4 separate regions of the Mus musculus genome follow, and all the other regions are linked to region 4. The links are chromatin contacts, called in public Hi-C, HiChIP or PLAC-seq and promoter capture Hi-C maps. All regions are on one chromosome and are shown on one strand. Each heading gives the region's core, a stretch centred on a gene start, on an enhancer-like site or on the middle of the called end of the contact. The rest is flanking DNA. Distances are from core to core; before and after follow the strand shown. Region 1 overlaps Kcnd3 (potassium voltage-gated channel, Shal-related family, member 3). Region 2 has its middle 100 kb from the start of Gm40118. Region 3 has its middle 74 kb from the start of Gm34837. Region 4 holds the start of Kcnd3os (potassium voltage-gated channel, Shal-related family, member 3, opposite strand).

The links. Promoter capture Hi-C pulls out the DNA fragments that hold promoters and counts their contacts. Hi-C and Micro-C count contacts between places; a contact is called where the count stands out from the background. HiChIP or PLAC-seq counts read pairs in DNA pulled down with a chosen protein or histone mark.
Region 1: a contact with region 4 is called in a Hi-C map of hippocampal excitatory neurons, with 11 times the contacts expected there. The contact joins the enhancer-like site here to the promoter of Kcnd3os in region 4. A contact is called at or near these places in 3 of 39 promoter capture datasets (embryonic stem cells, hippocampal neurons and stem cell-derived epiblast-like cells), 7 of 484 Hi-C or Micro-C datasets (hippocampal excitatory neurons, nephron progenitors, neural progenitor cells and 4 more) and 9 of 115 datasets of contacts at active chromatin or transcription factors (VIP interneurons, embryonic basal ganglia, embryonic forebrain and 5 more).
Region 2: an H3K4me3 HiChIP or PLAC-seq map of neural tube shows a contact between it and region 4, with 4 times the contacts expected there. The contact joins the enhancer-like site here to the promoter of Kcnd3os in region 4. A contact is called at or near these places in 3 of 39 promoter capture datasets (hippocampal neurons, stem cell-derived epiblast-like cells and trophoblast stem cells), 3 of 484 Hi-C or Micro-C datasets (cerebral cortex and cortical neurons), 5 of 115 datasets of contacts at active chromatin or transcription factors (embryonic forebrain, embryonic midbrain, forebrain and 2 more) and 3 of 9 other capture datasets (adipose tissue, liver and pancreatic islet).
Region 3: a contact with region 4 is called in a promoter capture Hi-C map of hippocampal neurons, with 4 times the contacts expected there. The contact joins the enhancer-like site here to the promoter of Kcnd3os in region 4. A contact is called at or near these places in 2 of 39 promoter capture datasets (hippocampal neurons and trophoblast stem cells), 2 of 484 Hi-C or Micro-C datasets (cerebral cortex and nephron progenitors), 2 of 115 datasets of contacts at active chromatin or transcription factors (VIP interneurons and neural progenitor cells) and 3 of 9 other capture datasets (adipose tissue, liver and pancreatic islet).

Annotation. Positions count from the first base shown.
Region 1 is chr3:105,590,956-105,593,751 of GRCm38.p6, forward strand. The region is part of intron 2 of Kcnd3 (potassium voltage-gated channel, Shal-related family, member 3); the gene reads left to right. Among named protein-coding and RNA genes, the nearest start is that of Ddx20, 95 kb to the right of the region's middle. Within about 2 kb of position 1,461, at least 10 of the 459 cell types and tissues checked have an H3K27ac peak or open chromatin away from gene starts, as enhancers often do. A contact at or near this core is called in hippocampal excitatory neurons and hippocampal neurons, where this site is marked.
Region 2 is chr3:105,208,376-105,211,099 of GRCm38.p6, forward strand. No RefSeq gene overlaps it. Among named protein-coding and RNA genes, the nearest start is that of Gm40118, 100 kb to the left of the region's middle. Within about 2 kb of position 1,391, at least 8 of the 459 cell types and tissues checked have an H3K27ac peak or open chromatin away from gene starts, as enhancers often do. A contact at or near this core is called in neural tube, where this site is marked.
Region 3 is chr3:105,279,875-105,282,574 of GRCm38.p6, forward strand. No RefSeq gene overlaps it. Among named protein-coding and RNA genes, the nearest start is that of Gm34837, 74 kb to the right of the region's middle. Within about 2 kb of position 1,342, at least 23 of the 459 cell types and tissues checked have an H3K27ac peak or open chromatin away from gene starts, as enhancers often do. A contact at or near this core is called in VIP interneurons and hippocampal neurons, where this site is marked.
Region 4 is chr3:105,451,652-105,454,351 of GRCm38.p6, forward strand. Kcnd3os (potassium voltage-gated channel, Shal-related family, member 3, opposite strand) reads right to left here and starts at 1,304. Exons shown (of 4, transcript NR_040759.1): 1 at 902-1,304; 2 at 1-19. It overlaps Kcnd3 (potassium voltage-gated channel, Shal-related family, member 3), which reads left to right and starts at 239. Exons shown (of 8, transcript NM_019931.2): 1 at 239-1,066.

The DNA of each region.
Region 1 (2,796 bases), core at 211-2,710, 140 kb after region 4:
GTCAGCTCTGCCAGCTTTCCCAGCCCTTTGCTGCTCTCAGCAAGTGGGGAGCAATGGCCCCATCACGGCTCTTAGGGGAACCCAGAGCCACAGCGCTCTCATTCCAGGGTCCCCATCCACCTGTGAGTCACTCCTGGTGTCATGGTGGCAATTCATTCCACATGCAGTCCCCAAGCACCTACACGATGCCAGATAGTCTGCTAGGTGCAGGGTGTAAAGAAGAATGGGAAGCGTGTTTGGTCCTCAGGGAGCTTATGTCTAGTGCAGGAGACGGAGCTGTTGACAGTTGGCTGCGGTTCCGTGGAATAAGCACGCTAATGTCTCTTGTTTCCAAAGGCCTGAGCAGAAGGAGGGCGGGACTGAGTCTACCAGGAGGATGCTCACTGAGTTCCAATGGCTTTATGAGGAGATTGGGAGCAATGACACCTCTTACCCACAGAGGTGCGTTAGACAGCACCGGTTTGAGAAGATGCATAGTTCCTAACCACAGAGAACCTGCAGGCTAGGCAGGAAGGATCCCCCTGAGCTCATTTGTTCACCGAGCAGTTACTGAATACCTACTGAATGACAGGTGCTGTGCTAGACTCAGAAGACACAAAGATGGTCAGACACGTCGCTACCCTGTCAGTGAGGAAGCAGACAGACGAAATCCATCATGAGTCTGGAAGGTGTCCACCACCACTGTGGGGAAAGCCTTTGCATAATACAAAGAGAAAGGAACAATTGCAGGGATAGAGAAAATAGGAACTCAGGGTAGACTTTCTGCCCCTATGACCAGGATAGGTTTTAAAGCATGATTGAGAATTTTCAGATAGAGAGGGGCAGAGTGGGGGCTGTAATCTCAGCGATTGGGTAGATGTTAATAATTGAGTGATACAGGAACCCAATGATAATATGAACAAGAGATGTGAGATATCCCAGCATTAACTATGAGCCTCCTAAACCCTGAATCACCACTCTGAAGAATCAACCCTGCAGAGTTCCTCTGCATGTGAGACAGTGACTCAATTTTCTCTCAGCCACTGTGGCTTGTGCCTTATGTCAGTGTGCTGGGCTACTTGGACTAGGACCCAGTCCCCAGCAACACCATCATTTTCCCAATCCCAGGGCTGCTTCCTGGACTTTCTATTCATTGAAAACAAACAGGAGAAGACCACTTTGTCCACTGCATCCTCCATAGTAGCCCCAGACTCTGATTCAACCAGGTTAGCGTGTTTTAAAGGCCTTCTTAGCCCACTTCTCTTGGAGTCTTTCAACCAGCATCCAGACTACAGCCAGGAAGCCTGGCTCAGTATATCCTGAGCTCCCAGGAGAGACTGTGAGGAAGCCTATGTGTGGAGAACAAAGCAAACACAGTCATCCGTTTCTTAGCCTTTTATAAGGAAAGGAAGGTTAGCTAGCTTTGGGCATGCTCCAAAGGGAGAGGAGGCCTGTGGATTAGCTGCAAGAGTTCCCAGATGGTGCCACAGCCTTCACACATTCCTGAGAGAGCAGAAGCTCTCAGGAGATGTGTCCCCAACCATGCTGGAACAAGGGGTGGGGAGTTGGGCGCTGTCTGTCAGGTTGTTCAGTCACTAATGATGTAGCTATTCTTAGGTACTCAGGCAATTTGGGCTTCTCTAATCAGGGAGCAGAGAGCAGGCCAAATGAGGGAGGCAAAAGATTTGAACTTCCCATTAGGGTCTCTTAGGACCGGACCAAGAAGGTGGCAATCATGACCAGGGGTTGTTTGGAGGAGAACACAGCACCCTCCGTATCTACAGGGAAGAGGATGAGAGTTATAGGCACTAAGATGCAACAGTAAGGAGCGCAGTGATGTGTCCAGTAGGTTTGGGGCTTAGCAGCTGTTTCCACAGGTAAGAAAACAGACTGTTCTTTGCCTTAAGAGGGAACTGCTCGGAGGCAGGGAGGCAGCTCCATAGGAAACATGGAGGGCCCAAGTCAAGAACACTATAGCTCAGATCAAGAATCCTGCCGTAAGAAAGCTGGAGTACAACATGGGAAATCGGGCCTCTAAAAGGATGGACAGATGGACAGAGGAGGAGTCTAGTCCCAGAGGAAACCAATCCAAGCAAGGAACCAAGTTGTAAGGAAAAACAACAGAAGCAGAAAATGGCATCTGTGTGTCAGTTACAAAGCACCCACGGGGGCCCATCAGTCGTCTTCGTCAACTTGGCTGGAGTTAGAATCACTTAGGAGACACACCTCTGGGCATGTCTGTGACAAGGTTTCCAGAAAGATGTGACTGAGGAGGGAAGATGTGTCCTCAGTGCTATCCTGCCCCGCTGCCCGCCCATCCCCCATGATGGATTGTTCGTCCTCTTACACCATGAGCCGAAATAAACCCTCCTTCCCCTAACTCTTCTGGCAGGTTATTCTGTCACAGCAATGAGAAAGGTAATCAGAGGTGTCTCCCTGCCTCCACCGGACAGTCAGCCATACAGCTTCTTGCTGCTTCCTTCTGGGGTGGACACCGTGATGCACAGCAGCCTTGAGACTATTCTTCCCGGAGGTTGACTTTGGACCCCTTTGTCTGGTCTGACCTGGGAATGCCCAGGTGAGAGGGAAGCTGGAATGCTCTCTCCTCACTCTTCCTCCCCAACTGCTGCAATTAAGCCCAGGACGGCCATTAGCTAGTGCTGAAGGGCCTGTATTGATTAAGGATAATTATATTTACTCTTTAGCAGTGTGAGGCCAGGCAAGAATATTTTTTGTTAATTTGCTGCTGTTTAGCCTCAGAAACTGGGACTGATATGCCAGTCTCAGCTAGATGGCTCCCTCCACAGGCACCTGTAT
Region 2 (2,724 bases), core at 141-2,640, 240 kb before region 4:
ACTAATTGAGAAAATGTCTTACAGCTGGATCTCATGGAGGCATTTCCTCAACTGAAGCTCCTTTCTGTGTGATAACTCCAGTTTGTGTCAAGTTGACACACAAAACCAGCCAGTACGACAACCAAAGAATTGCTTTTATTCTATCTATCTATCTATCTATCTATCTATCTATCTATCTATCTATCTATCTATCTATCTAACTATCTATCTATCTATCATCTATCTATGAACTCCAAAGATAAGCTTATTGAAGTTTAAAAGAAAAAACCCAGGGCAGGCAAGATGTAAATTTCAGCAACTGCTGGGCAAAGGGAGCTGAAGGAAAGGAAGAGAGAAAGCTTTAGACATAGTGCTACATTGACACCAGTTCAAGAACGTGGAGGAAATCATGGCTGGTGACACTGACATGGAGGTGTCCACGGTTCTCCCTACACCTCACTGCTGAGACACATGAGTATCCTCAGGGCCATTCTTACTACCTTTCTATGAAGCTGCATATTTCACTAACACTGATGTTCAACAAGACCTGAACTCACCTCCAGCATTTAGAAAGAAGGCAGGTTACAAATCACCCTGAAACCACTGGGCTTCCTGACTATGCCCTCAAAAAGTCGTGCTGATTTAACCAGATCCACATCTCATAGGCAGCTCTTGGGCTGAAACATTACTGACATCCACCTCAGGACTATGACAGCCCGTGAGAAAGAATTTCCAGTGAACTTGCGTCTTGTCTGATAATCCAAGAAACTCTGGGCTTCCTAGAGATTGGGTTTCCACTGGCTCAGGCTCTCTTCATTTTGGGTTACTTTCAATGGCTTACATAGGGGATGCAGTGCAGACTGTGGGCTGGGGCAGACTCTAGGTTAGGTCCACTTTGGGAAGAGGCAGGCCTGGGGAAATAGCCATGCTAAGTGAGCCTCGAATGCTCAGGAGCAATGGTGCCGGTCAGCTGTCAGCAAGCATGAGGCCGCGGGGCCAAGAACAATGCAGGTCTTGTGCAAGACATTCTGACAGGCAGGTTTGCAGAGAGAGAATAAATCTAGCTCCCGTGGTTCCTGAAGGTCAATAAACATATGGTTGTCATTAAGAACACTTCCCCCACAGTTTCTTACATTGGCTTATTTATAACTCTCCATCCTCTCCACAGCAGCATCACATGGCTTTGTTATATAGCTGTTACTAAAATCATCCTTGAGCTTTTAGTCATTAATATAATATGTACGATACAAACTGAAGCTGAAAAACAACTATTAATAGCTACATCAATTGAACCAGAGCTCTATTTTTCTAAGTTAAAAACTTTTGTTTTATTTTAATTGTGAGTGTCTGTGTGTGCATGCATGTGCGCACATGTGCGCATGCACATGAATCCAGAGAGGGTATAGGATTCCCTGGATCTGGAGTCAAGGGTGGTTGTGAGCTGCTTGGCATGAGTGCTGAGGACTGAGCTTGGGTCCTCTGAAGGAACAGAAACTCTTAACTGCCAGGCCATCTCACCAGGCCCATTCTTCTAAATCCTACATTTTGATACACTTTCTGTACTTCTAGACCTTACAAGAATGGCATGGAACACTCTTGTCCCTCTTTACTCTGTCATTTTGTCTCATTTGTTCTGTGATGTTCAGGTATTCTTAAAGATCAAGAATAGTACCCAAGCCATGAGTCCATTCTGCCATCACAGGGACCTGGAGAGACAAGTGAGAGTCAGCTGGTAGAATAGCTGAGTGCATGCTGGCCCTCTCTACCCGCCCACTTCCTGACTGGAGAATATGGAGATTCACAGCTAGATTGTCAAGGTTTAATTCTGAGGTTTAAGTCAGGGTTCAATGCCTGGGTGTTTTCATTCATTTATTTGTTTGCAGTATTGGGGATTGAACCTAGGGCTTTGAATATGCAGCAAGTGTTCTGTCACTGAGGTACATCCATCTCCTGCCTTCATTCAGAGTATGTGATGAGCTAGTAGCTATACAGAATAGTTAGCATTTCAGAAATGGTGGTTCTTAGTGATGATTAGAATAAAGGGAGGATTGCCTGTTGAGATTGAGGTTAGAACCAGAAGCCTGGGCTAACTTGGCATGGCAGGGGGGGCTGGAGCTCGAACCTGCTGTTGCTGTTAGGGAGCTCCCAGGCCTGCAGCCCCAGCAGAGCTCATGCTTTCTTGGGGACCATTTAGGGTCACTGGTGGTGTGGGAAGGACCTGGTAAGAAGTTCTGCACGAGAAACCTAAGCTCCTCTGGCCAAACCCTAGGGCTCAGAGATCTTGAGTAATGAGTAAAGGTGATGTCTGTAGAATGTTCCTCCCTTGGCTCCCGGGAGGATGAATGGAAGATTTGAGATGCTGGAAGCCCTCTCATGTGGTAAGTTCAAAGCGCAGAAAGTGTCTCTCTTCTCTATGGATTCCAAACAGACTTTACTAAAATGTAATTAAGTTCCAAGTCCTGGAAAATCAATCATGCTCTTAAGAACTAATACCTTGGCTTGGTGATTAGACGTGAAGGGAGCCAGGGGCAATTACTCCCTGATGAGAGAAACTTAGTTTAGAGGACCAAGTGCTTGGAGGGCTGGTGGGGTGAGGGTAGGGTGATGAAGCAGTCCCTAGGGACTAAGTGTAATTAGACATCACCTGTTTCTTTGGTCTGAAGGTCCCTGTGGGCTATGAAGTCCACCTCATAATCTATAGTTGAACCTCAGGAGATTTCCACCATATTGAAGGGAAAGGGAGAC
Region 3 (2,700 bases), core at 92-2,591, 170 kb before region 4:
TGCCTACATGCACATCTGCACTGCATGCATGCAGTACCTTCAGGCCAGAGGATGGTGTCGGATTCTTCTAGGTCTGGAGCTACAGATGGCAGTGATCTGCCATGTGGGTGCTGGGAATTGGACCCAAGTCCTTCAGAAGAGCAGTTGATATTATTAACTTTTGAGCATCTCTCCAGCCTGAAGGAAGTCTTTAAAAATGGTTGTCTAGAATGGTACTTAAGACAATGGACTAGGAGATCACAGGATAGTGAAAGCTGGAGATGATATCCATTATTAATGTTCACTAATAAAAAATTGAAGAAGCCAGTTGATACTTTATCTTCATTCATAACAGCTCCAAGGACAGTGTTTCCCAACCTTCCTAATATTGTAACCATTTAATACAGTCCCTCATGTTGTGGTGACCCCCAACTATAAAATTATTTTTGATGCTAGTTTATAACTGTTATTTTGCTACTGTTATGAATCATAATGTAAGGATCTGTGTTTTCCAGTGGTCTTAGGTGACCTTTGTGAAATGGCCATTTGACCCCCAAAGAGGTCATGACCTAAGGTTGAGAACTGCTTTCTTAGGAGAAAATGAGGCTGTGAACCTCTTGGCCACAGGTCATCTGGAAGACCTTGGATTTGAACCCAGGCTTTGAGAACCCAAATAGCTATTTTCACAATTCTCTAAAATTCATGAATTTTACTTCTTTTTATTTTTGCAAAGGTCAACCCCTTCAGAATTTAAGCCTTAGGCTTTTTCATTATGTGAGGCTGTAACCCTCAAAGCCACCTGAAAGCACAATTCTCTGACAAAATCAAGAAACTTGACCATTCTTAATCTGGATCTTCCATTTTGAACTTCTGTTTATTTTTGGCGAGTCTATTGATTTTCAGTATAAAAGGGACTGAAAGAAGAGGTACAGGTGTTTAGAGAGGATGACCAGGACTTGTTATTTTTGAGAAAACATGTATATTTGGTATCACACATACTGCTTAGGCATGTTTGAATACTTGTAAGGAGAGGACTCCAAGGCCCACTGTTGCTAGATCTTTCTTATGCAGTCATTAATACTGCATGGCTCGTACACTCATTACCACAAGGCCCGAAGCGACTTGTCTCCAGGCAAGCCTCTGCTTTGCTACTCTCCCTATGGAGACCTTTACTTCCTGTGACTGGAGGCTGAAGCTGGGAATAGAGGCTTGAGGCTTCATGGCAGCCCCGAGAGATGTGTCTAGAAGCTTGCAGTTGGTATGTCAGGGGGAAAAAAAGGCCTTTGTTAAGCTCAGCCTGGCACTCAGGAGGCAGAGAGGAAGGCGTCTGCCAAAACAGAGAATAACAATGACTCATTTCTACAGTGACACAGCTGTCACAGTGTGTGCACCAGGCTCATCTCCTCTAGTCTTCATGACACCCTGAGGATCAGGCAGGGCGGAGAGCACCTTAAAGAACCTGAAGCTGATTGAGGTTCAGCCCTCTAAGGCCGTTTGGCTGGAAGATGTTGAACCTGGTACACAAACTCAGACCCAGTCTATGTTTCTTGCCATACTATCTCTAGAGAAGTCTCTACTGCCCTGTGTCTCTAGAGAAGTCACAAGCACCAACAGTTCCCACTCCACAGGGGAAATAGTTTGGACTTGGAGGGCATTCCCAACCATATAGTTATGGTATAGTTTCAATCGCAAATAGCAATTTCTTTTCAAGTGCTGGTCAGATGTATGATAGTTCTAAGCTTTGGAATCTAGCCCTCATGCCATTACATCTATGAATCTTTCCTTGTTGATCTTTGCCTCTTCCCCGTGTTTGATGGCTCCTTCACTATGTGGTTCCCACATAGAACATTACCCCATTACAGTACTTCCAGCTTGTTGGCTTACTTACTACTTGTTTCCTGGGTAGCAGCCAGTAAGTCAGTGCCTACTTTGGGTAGAGTTACACCCGTTGTCTCTCCTTGGCACTGAAAACCATGCTTAGAACATAGTGGCTGCAGTTGGAACAGAATGAAATTTAGCCGAACAGTAAAGGACAGCTCTGTGTGCCATGAGTCCTGTCTCTGCTTGGAGTTAGCTCCTCTCACTCCCACTAGACATCTCTGTGCTGCCAACTCTCCACTCAGCAAAGGTTGGCTGCTATTCAAGATCCTTCCCTAGTTTGTTTGTATGTCAATCAATGGATGCTGCCAATGTAGAATTCCTAACATGGAGAATCCTTCCGATGGAAGTGGTGAGGTGTGCTAAGGAAGGAAGGAAGGCTAATGTTCCTATGATTTACCCATTCCAATTCTGTGTGGGCAGCTGAAAGGAGGGAGGTGTTCTCGAGGTCTCACCAGTAGGAGCACGTGAGGGGTGTGTGTGTGCACGTGCATGTACATGCATGTATTTATGGGCTTACACATCTGTGTCCTGGAATCCTGGAGCTTCTAGAATGAGAGATTGGAGCCTTGCTTAAGGATGTGGACCATTGGAAGTGGGGAGAGGTTATAACTTTGAAAGTTAGACCTGTTTCCCAGCCCGGTCCCTCTCTACTTAGTCTCTGTGAGACAAGTAGTCTTTTCCTCCACATGCTCTCACTGTGCTGATACTCTTCTCCTTCACAATGGGTCTCAAATCAAAGGAGTCAAGAACTGCAGACTGAAATCTTTCAAGCCATGAGCCAAGAAAAACCCCAAACAAACACACACACACACAAAAATAAAAAAGCAAAACAACAACAGT
Region 4 (2,700 bases), core at 54-2,553:
GGCGACCAGCTGCACCTCACTAGGTGACCAAGGAGAGGAGTTAGTTGCTCTACCGCGTGGACAGTGAATGGGAAACAGACAGCCAGTTAAGTGTACACACCCCACGCGCATACACGCCAGCGCTCCCTACCACCTCTTCCTAAGTCCCCAGCCACACACGCCCCCGAACTCACGATCACGCCGCACGCCCGGCTCCTCCCCCACCCCCAAGCCAAGCTCACCTTGCCACGCTCGCCCCATGCCCACCCTCGCCGGCACACGCGCTCACACTCGCGTCCGCACACTCCACTACCACCTCCAGGCACACCCTAGGATTCCTCCACTCTCCTGGGGAGACGCACCAGGCTCTGCCTAGTCTCCCCGCCTCCCCCCCCCCGCTGCAGCCCCCCCACTCACGCGCGCGCCCTACACACACACACACACACACACACACACACACACACACCCTCGCGCAGAGTCACTCCCCCTCGCACGCCCTCGCCCTGGGCACCCTCCGGCGGCTAGGCTCCCGGGTCCTCCTCCTCGCTCCCTCCGCAGCCTGGCCGCTCTGCTCTCTCGGGCCCGGCCTGGGGCCGCTCGGCCCGTGGGGATCGGTGGGGAGCGGAGGGCGCAGCCTCGCCGCCTCCCCCGGACTCTCCTCTCCGCCCCGCCCGCGCCGCGCCCCCACCGCCTCCTCGGGAGAGGCAGCCCGTGGCCGGCCCGGCTCCGCTCTGCCCGGCATCAGCGGCGGCGGGGGCAGGGAACGAGCGAACCGGAGCTCACGAGCCCGAGAGCGGAGCGGCTAGGCGGGGAGGGGACACGCTGCCAAGCCCGGGCTGGAGCGGCGGTGGCGGTGGCGGCGGCGGCGGCGGCGGCAGCGGGGGAGGAACGGCCCCACGGACGGACCGACGCACGAACCGACCGAGTGAAGGAGGGACGAGCGAGACTTCGCCGGCGAGGAGGAGCCGCCCGAGCGGCGGCTGCTGGGCGCTTCCCCGCGCTGCTGGGCGCTCTGCGCCTCGGCGGCCCCTGGCCTCAGCTTCCTCGCGCGCGCGGGGCGCGGGGCCTGGGGCTGGCTTCGGCGAAGGTAAGAGGGAAACGACCGAGCCTCCCAGAGACAGCAAGTGCGAGGAGCGCTGCTCCCACGCCTGTTGCTCCCGCTGCCCACGCGGCACCCTCCCACTCCCGCGCCCGGGTGGGTGGGCGCTGGGGCGCCGGAAGGATTGGGGGTGGGGCCGGGCCGTGGGGGAGCAAGCAGCCGGCCTGGGGGCGTCGGTTCCCTGGGCTGCAGAGCCACCTCCGGGCACTGGGGCGCCGAGAGGTTTGGGGGTGGGGGTGTGAACCTCTGCCCTCTTGCCATTGGCCTGCCTTCCCTCGCCGGGCGCCAGGAGCAGCGCCCCGGGACCTGGCTGCAGGTGGCGACGGTTTGCTCCGTCCCCGCTCTTTGTGAGCTGAGAAGAGAAATGGCTGAGAGTGGAAGCTGGGAGCCGTTTGGGGCGCTTTGCAAAGTTCTCCAGCCAGGCGAGCCTGTGTTTGCCTGTTAGAGGATGAGGCTGGTCCAGCTCGTCCTGCCTGGCACATCTTTTCTTTCCCGGGAAAGGTCCCATAAGTGTCCCGAGAGACCATAGGGAAGGGGGTTCAAATTTGTTTTAACAGAGTGTTTACACTAGGGATGGGCAGAGAAGTTACCTGGAAATCAACTAGATTCCTGTGCTTTCTTAGTGCTGGCATTTAATTCAGCCCACGTTGTTCTCCTTTTATCCCGGGCAGCCTTGATAAGTCAGCAACAGGCTGAGAGGTTCCAGACCTGAAATCAAGGCAAAGAAAGTCTCCGTGTATTTGACGGAGCCTCTGAACTTTCACGGGGTGATAGGCGGCACAATGCAATCAGTAATCAGGTTTTACAGGGTGGTCATGCATGAATGTAGGTGATGCTTGAATCGATGCCTTATTTACTGTTACTTCCAGGGAACCTGAAGGTTTAATCTCGGAAAGCGGGGGGAAGGGGGATTCTGGGCATTCATTCAATGCAAAGCGTGTGTACATTTCCCCATGTGGACACATACCGGCCCACTGAAAGGAGCTGATGTGTTTATTTTTTTTCCATGTTGCGTCTTGAATGCTATAAGACGTAAGTACACAAGGGACCTCCAGAGGAAGAACGATTAACAGCGGCTTCCTTTTGCCGTTGAGGAGGCTGGAGAAAGAGTTTGGGGAAACTGCACTGGCCATCCTAGGAGCTAGGAGAGGCACTGTAAAGAAGAGGATCTGCAGGTCCCAGGCCTGTGCCCCACGGGATCTCCAGCATGGCCCCCATGCTCATTTCATACCCAACAAAATCCCGCAGACACGGGACAGACTCCCTGGGGGCGTGAAACAGTTCCCCAGACCAGCTCTGATTTCTGAGGACTCTCCTCCGAGGTCATTGAAGGGCAGATCTTGGTGATGTGACTTTTTTTTTTTTGTTTGTTTTTCTGCTTTGTGTCTGTTCAGGTGAAATGGAAGTGTCAACCCCCCAGGACAGGAGGTCTGCCTTTTTTTTTTTTTTTTTTTTTGACCCTCTGCTTCTAAAATAGACGTTGCTTAGCAGGCAGCTGACTTTTTACAGCAGGAGAAAGTGTTCTCTTTTTCTTTTTCAGGATTTTTTCATGTTTGTCATTTCTGCATTTACCTGGTTTTAATCTCTCTCCCTCCTGCATCCCTACCTCACCCCACAGCCAA